Regions from separate parts of the Drosophila melanogaster genome. Here region 2 is linked to region 1. The links are chromatin contacts, called in public Hi-C maps. All regions are on one chromosome and are shown on one strand. Each heading gives the region's core, a stretch centred on a gene start, on an enhancer-like site or on the middle of the called end of the contact. The rest is flanking DNA. Distances are from core to core; before and after follow the strand shown. Region 1 holds the start of Remo (Remoulade). Region 2 holds the start of dah (discontinuous actin hexagon).

Region 1 (3,704 bases), core at 593-3,092:
TTTCGTTTCAGTTCTTGCGAGGGTTTTTTCAAGACAGCATCTGGGTTGATCTCAATGTGGTGATCTGGCAAATACGACAGCACACTGATACACGCATAGATAGAATAGAATAGAATATAGTATATAGTCTAGCATATAATAGATGAGCGAAGACAAGATGAACGGACGCTCCATTCGCATCAACCGGCTGCCGGCCACCATTGTGGCCATCCTGCTGACCTTTGTCCTGGTCTACTTCCTCAATTTCCATCAGGAGGAGCGGCCAGCGATCTACGGCATGCTGCGCAGTGAGAATCCCAGCCGCGTCAATCTACGCAAGATGCTAATAGCCGCCATACAGGCCGCCCAGCGTGGCGGTCTCGAGGTACTGGACGTGGCCCGGAGTCGCCAGCTGAAGGAGCGCAGCAAGGGCAAGACGGACGAGGGCGTCAATGATCCCTTCACGGATGCCGACGGCCGGTCACATTGTGTGATGAAGCAGGGCCTGCAGCGAATCTTTCCCCGCGTACAAATCTTCTCCGAGGAGGACAAGGAGCACTGCAAGCAGGCACACGGCTATGATCTAGATCCAACGGTCCTCCACGAGACCGCACAGATACCGGATGTGACCGTAAATGCCCAGGATGTCACTGTTTGGGTAGATCCGTTGGATGCCACCAAGGAGTTCACCGGTGAGGATGGCTTCTTTAGTTATTAATATTATACAATGGCATGTTCTGGAGCTAAATTTCATTTTTCAATCCACAGAGGAGCTATACGAGTACGTGACCACCATGGTGTGCGTGGCAGTGGCCGGAAGGCCCATCATTGGCGTGATCCACAGCCCGTTCAATGGACAAACCGCGTGGGCGTGGGTGGGCAACTCGATGTCTGAGTACCTATCCAATCTGCATCCGCAGCATTCGCCAAACAATCAGGCGCCCATCATTACAGTCTCGCGATCCCACACGGCAGGTGCCAAGGATCTGGCGAGGGGCATCTTTGGCGAGAATGTCAGCCTGCTGACGGCGGCGGGAGCTGGCTACAAGGTGCTCCAGGTGGTGGCCAACAATGCCACCGCCTATTTGCACACGTCGAAGATCAAGAAGTGGGACATTTGCGCCGGCGATGCTATTCTGCACGCATTGGGCGGCACAATGACCACGCTGAACGATCAGTTGATTAACTACGGACCAGAGGAATCGCCAGTCAATACGGAGGGCCTGCTGGCCACCTTGGAGCAGCATGACGAGTACATGGACAAGCTGTCCAAATATCGCGAGGCGCACAATGGCAAGCTGGCGTAGGGTCTGGTCAGCTCCCCTACATTCTAACCCTTCCCGAGGAAATCCCCTCGCCCACATCGTTTAGGCAGCATTCAAAAATAGCTTTAAGTTAAAAGAAGGAAACCTGTTTTTCGTAATCTCAATGTTTGTTTGTGCGTGTGCTTCTTTTTTTTTGCATAATTACGTTGGTTGTGCGGCGGCGCGGCGGGGTCATGAACCCGGACCAAACCAAACCGCCCAGTTGGCTCAAAATAAACTTATTTTAAACTGAACACATGCCCTTCCTAATGACATTAAATGGGTCTAGACTTTACGCCTAAAACGTGTACTTTATATACCCACTAGCTATATACCCACTATAATAGCTAAAAATTGAAAGAATATTACCCTTTTTGTTAGCAATAAGAATTTTTTTTACTTTTTCAATTTGAATTTTTAAATAGTCGAGTTCTACTCCATAATTAGCCGGGTACTTAACCACACCAGCTACCAAGCATAACTATCGATATATCCCACGAGTGCAGTATAATGCACAATTTTTATAGCTTGCGTATTTTTTTTTACAACCGGGCGGTATTATCTATCGATAGTTCGACGGTCACATTTAGCGTACCACTTTTTTGTATAAACTAAAAAAAAAAGCGCAGTGTATTATTGTTGTTGCTTATAATGCGTTTGCTTAAATCGAAAATTGTTAATTAAATGTGCGCTTCCTGCGCCCGGCATGTAATCACTCGCATCGATCCAAATGGGCGGCCAAACGAAAGAGGGGCGTGGAGATCGCCCCCCTTCTCCTTTTCATTCTCCACCTTCATCGTCCAGCAATCCACCGCTGCCCCTCCCCCTTCTCGGATTACTGCTGCTCTTGTTGTTGTTCTTCCCAAATCTGATGCCGACAGCGACGGCGACGTCGACCGCAGCAGAGGGGGGCCAGGCGGTGCAAGTGCAAACGCATCAAGATACGGAGCTCCCCCAAAATCCCGAAACGGGCATTGCGACGGGACAAGGAACAGCGTCATCGTGCCCACGAAAATGCAGCTGCCGGAGCACAGCGGAAAACATACACAGCCTTAAGATTCGCTGCGATGAGCAGCAGATAACCAACTGGCGGGAGTTGGACTTTGGAGAGGATGTGACCAGTATTGTCAGCATGTAAGTGATTCGATAGTTGCCCCCTGTGGTTCCTCTAAAATGCAAATAACTCACTTATATTTATAGCAATGCCAGCAAGAATTCAATTGCACTGATAACCGCCGAGGATTTTCGAAACTTTACGGAACTCAAGCGTCTGGATTTGTCGTTCAATCTGCTCACCGAACTGGACAAAGACACCTTCGGGGATAGTCTGGCGCATTTGGAGAAGCTGAAGCTGGCCGGCAATGCCATTAGCCACATCTATGAGGGCACCTTTGACCAAATGCCCAAGCTTAAGTTGCTGTAAGTTGGATATCCATTCTAATCCTGGCAAAAACAGTGATATCATCTTCTTACAGCGACCTGTCTGGAAATCCCTTGGCCTGCGATTGCGGATTAATTTGGTTGATCGCCTGGTCGAGCAGTCGTGAAGTGCGTCTACAGCCGCCACCAAAATGCGAATCGCCGGGCAACTTTCGTGGTATGCCGCTAAAGAAACTGCGCGTGGGAAAGGATTTCCATTGTGAGACGCTGCTGCAACCGTTGCTCGAGCTAATTCCCAGCCAGAATCAGGTGGCCTTTGAGGGCGATGAGCTGCAGCTCAAGTGCCACGCCCCACGCGTTGCCATTGGTGTGCCCAGGGAGAGCGAGGATCTGCCGACAAAGGCCTATGTGTTCTGGGGTTGGTCCGAGAAGATACGAGCCAAAAACTCCACGGAGGATATTATTTATCAGGATCCCACCAAAGTCTTCGGCGATGTGAATCTAGAGACTCGCCATTCCACGGACTCGGGCATACTGCAATCGATACTGCGCATTGCCAGCCTAACCCAGAATCACACAGGCATGTGGGATTGTACGCTGCGCAGCCAGCAGGCGAATCTATCGCAGGCCATCGTTCTGCATGTGGTAGCCAAGGGGACGCTGTACTGTGAAGCTCGCGTGGTGCACACGAACAAGGGCACCTACCACTGGCCCAGGACGATGCGAGGCGAGACTGTGCTGCAGGAGTGCGTGGAGGAGCCCAGCGATGCCACACAAGCCCGCCGAGCTTCGCATGAGTGCGGACCATCGGGTGAGTGGCTAAATTTGGATACGGAAAGTTGTGTGTACGTCAGCGAGACGACACGCATACTGGAGCAGTTCGCCAAGGTGAATCTTACGCTGACTAAGGGTCAGAATGCGCTGGAGATTGCACGACGTTTGCACAACTTTACGCAAGCGCAGACGCAGCTGAATCGCATACGAGATCCCATGGATTTGGAGTACATTGCACGCACGTTGGTCAAGTACTTGGATCAACTG
Region 2 (3,775 bases), core at 135-2,634, 2.0 Mb after region 1:
AACCTTGTAGCCCAACTTTTAGCATAGCATAATTTATTCAATTCAACTCTGAAGCAGCGCTATTTGTCGACCGACCGCCCCCGAAAATGAAGAACAAAGCCACATTGGATGGATCTCGATGTGGTTTCGCTTTGATTTCGTACCTTATGATCATTTTAGTTAACATTTCGAAATATACAAATGCTAAATTGATTTGCAGACAGACCCTTAACTTTCTATACTCTAAGCAGACAGGTTTCAAGTTCTCAACCGCAAACCAAGCCGCCATCACACTGAAAACCAATTGCAGATACAAATCAAACGAGCAATTCAAATAACTCGATGAACCAAAACAGAAACACAGCCAGCAAACCAGTCGCAGCGAAAGAAAGAACTTTAATCTGAAAGAAAGGAACTTTATACATATAGAATCTATAGAAGTATGTGCAATTAAGTGAGCTAAAACTATACCTTAAACCTTGTAAAAATCGAGCCTTCACTTGAATCCTTCAGTCGACGAGAGCAGTGGATTCAGGTGGAGTTAGGAACATCCCCAACATCCATGTGCCCCAATCCCATCAGCTACGATTATGGCCGTACTTTTAACTAAGCAAATCGATGGAAATTTATATCTCGCCTCACGCCCCCCCTAGCATAAATGGCAAACGCGCATTGCAAATGAAGAGCGAACGATCTTTATATACATACATATAAACACACACACACACACGCCCAAACACATATTATAATTAGTGATTGATATAATGTGAACGCAAACATCTGTGTGCGTTTGTCGTGGATTCGCATACGGAAGCGGGAGAATGCTTTTAAAAGGCAAAAAAAAAAGTTAAATAAACTAATTACGAACCCTTCTTCGAACGCCCAGCCCCGCCCCGCCCCGCCACAACACTCACATATAAACTTGGCATATTATAATATTGATATAAGCAAACAAAAAACAACAAGCGAAATGATAAGAAACCCACTATTTTAAATCGAAAGCAAAGTAAATGAAAAACAAAATAGCATAAGTGAATGTAATTGCAATGGAATGATGCAAATATACATAAAATATATATTTAATTTTAAAATCTATGTGACACTCTTTCCATTTCCTCGTTTTGGGTAATTATTCGCATTCAAAAGAAGGGTTTTTAAATAACTTTGTTTTGTTTTTGAAATTGGGAAAATACTATGGTGAACCCAAGTTGTTCAGTTTACATTTCCCGTTGCTCAAACTTATTTACCAATTATTATATCATGGTCAAATATTCTTAGAACGAACGGATGACTTAATTAATGATAATAATAATTTTGAATCAAATTTAAAGCGCTAACGGTTCGGCGAAGTGATATCGATAACACGCGCGGCGTTGCCACCTCACGCCACACAATTTGACTTTTGCGCTAACGGAAGAGGAAGAGATCGCGAGAAACGACGCGTTTAAAAGAGACTGAAATTAATTCGAGAATCAAGGGAAATATATAACAATAAACGCCTGACAAAATGCTGAGATCGTCGGTGCCCGTGCAGCTGACAAAACTGCGAAATAGCGCCGAGGCCGTGGCGTCCATTGCCCGCGAAAAGGGATCCCAAGGTGGCCAAGGACAAAAGCAACAGGTGGACAAAGAGCTATCCACCATCATGGATGACTTGCAGCGGGATTACGGGAATTACAAGTACACGGTATACCGGTGCGCCAGTAAATTTGTGGCGCTGCAAAAGATATTTCACAGTGAGTCAGTCGCGTAGGTGGTCCATTCGAAGGAGTCCCCAAGGATTAACCTTCAAATTGCAGCTGGAAAAATCCCCTACAAGCTGGTTTTGGCCATTTTGGATCGCCATAACTTGAGTGGTGGCCTGGAACTGATGGTTCCTCCATTCCAGTTGACCTCCCTGCTGCACGATGTATACTTTGCCTGCGAGAAACTAGGCCATTTCAACCAGGATGCGAACTATAAACTGGACAGGGCAACCGGGCTGTTGGCCAACTTCTTCTGGAATGTCTACGATCCGTGGGTTGAGTTTCTGGCATCTTAAGAATATGTCTGATATTTGATTGGTTTCGCTAGGCAACGCAGACACTCCATATCCCTGTTAGAGATCAGGATCACCTTCATACTGCTGTGCAAGCTATATAGCAGCGATCACCTGGTGGGCGACATCTTTGGCCTGCTGGCCGATCCCAAGTCGCAGATCATCTCCAGATATGCATTCGAACAGCTCCTAGCCACGCTGAGCAAGTTACTCAGCTATTTGGGCGAGGCCAAGGCCTATGGCGTCCACAATCTTCCGTTGGCTATGGAGCAGTGCTTTGCCCGCTGTCCGCATGGCGTTGGTGGACTGACCGAGCCGCAGTTCCACAAACTCTGGACGGGAGCGGGTGTCCAGACGAGATTCCTGATCTATGGCAATCTGCTGGCACTGGTGAAACGCATCGAGGACACCGAGCATTTGATTCACAGTAATTCTTGTGCCGGCTGCCGCAAGGAGCACATTGTGGGCATACGTTTCCGGTGTCAGGTGTGTAGGGATATATCGTTGTGCCTGCCCTGCTTTGCAGTGGGCTTCGCTGGTGGTCGCCACGAGCCGGGTCATCGGATGTGCGAGGTCTTCGTGGAGGATCAGCCGCCATTGCGTTGGACCCGCCACCTGGCCAGGCTGTGCGGCTGGCTGGTGATGCCGCGCAAAACACAGGAGGAGGAGCGTCGCGGCTTCTGTAATGCGCAGGAGAGTGGGCCCGCCTTGGGTCAATCCGCTGCCACGCCCATTCCCGCAGAGACGCGCAGTGTGCGCAGTCAGTGCCAGGAGAAGGACCGCACAGTTGTCCTGCAGCAACAGCAGCAGGAGCTCTGCTCCCTGACGGGTCTAGCCAGCGAGGCGTCCAGCAGGCTGCAGTCCATCATCGATCGATTGCTTTTGCAAAATGCGTGGGTGTTTTCCCTTCTTTCGCCACACTTGTTAGCCAAGCCTTAAGGTTCTCTTGCATTTCAGGAAGCTGGAAACCCAGCTGCAAACAGTGGCCACCGCATCTAGTTCGGAAATATCGCAGTTTCTGAGCGCCCATCAGTGCTTTCTGCTGCAGATTATCGAGGATATGCGACAGCTATCAGTGAGTTTTCCAAACATTCGGCCCATTTAAGCTGAGCTAACTCCATTTATATACACTTGCAGCATGCCTCAGCGGTAACTTCGCCGCCACCTGCGCCAGCTGCCCAAGTGGCGCCTTCAGCTGCGCCCCTAGTCAGCTCCACGTTCCTTAGCTCCAGCACGCCTCAGCGACAGATGCTATTCGACATGTATGCGCCCGTGGGTGCCAATCTCACGCACTCCAGTAAGAAGAGAACCTTCAACAGAGCCATGAGACAGCTCCACTAAGTTAATCGTTTCTTGTAGTAAATGGCGCCGACTTGAATCGCAGCTATCTGGAGGCAAACAAATCGGATTACTCGCTCAACGACATAAGCTTGTGGTTCGACCAGCGTCGCTCGAGTGTCCAGCCAGGACAAGGACCTGGTTCCCTGCCGGCTCCTCTGCCGCTGCCCATGCCGCTGGGTGCTCTACTGGAACAGCAGCCGGCAAACGGCGGAGATGGCCGCGACACCGAGATGGTGAACTTTAAGCTGCTGCTGCACAAGGTCAAGGAGATCGTCGAGGACTCGTACAGCGATAATGCCGAACTGTCGGCGGCCACGCAAAATCTGGAGAACGTTCTCGATAGCATCATCAAGAGCGAGGAGCAGCAGCGGCGCATCAGCACGTGAGGATCCGGATCGGATACCAACTCCCATCGAT

Evidence for each region. A called contact is a pair of places that touch in the nucleus more often than the background predicts.
Region 2: a Hi-C map of the Kc167 cell line shows a contact between it and region 1, with 4 times the contacts expected there. The contact joins the promoter of dah here to the promoter of Remo in region 1. A contact is called at or near these places in 6 of 107 Hi-C or Micro-C datasets (the Kc167 cell line, embryo, eye imaginal disc and 2 more).

What each region holds. Positions count from the first base shown.
Region 1 is chrX:13,286,209-13,289,912 of dm6, forward strand. It overlaps Remo (Remoulade), which reads left to right and starts at 1,843. Exons shown (of 3, transcript NM_132642.3): 1 at 1,843-2,417; 2 at 2,484-2,702; 3 at 2,759-3,704. The coding sequence starts at 2,155. It overlaps CG15743, which reads left to right. Exons shown (of 2, transcript NM_001298268.1): 1 at 1-671; 2 at 748-1,533. The coding sequence starts at 143. The coding sequence ends at 1,286.
Region 2 is chrX:15,326,958-15,330,732 of dm6, forward strand. It overlaps dah (discontinuous actin hexagon), which reads left to right and starts at 1,385. Exons shown (of 6, transcript NM_078607.3): 1 at 1,385-1,715; 2 at 1,779-1,995; 3 at 2,053-2,910; 4 at 2,975-3,092; 5 at 3,155-3,314; 6 at 3,377-3,775. The coding sequence starts at 1,487. The coding sequence ends at 3,744. Top1 (Topoisomerase 1) reads left to right here. Exons shown (of 8, transcript NM_001014742.2): 8 at 1-1,072.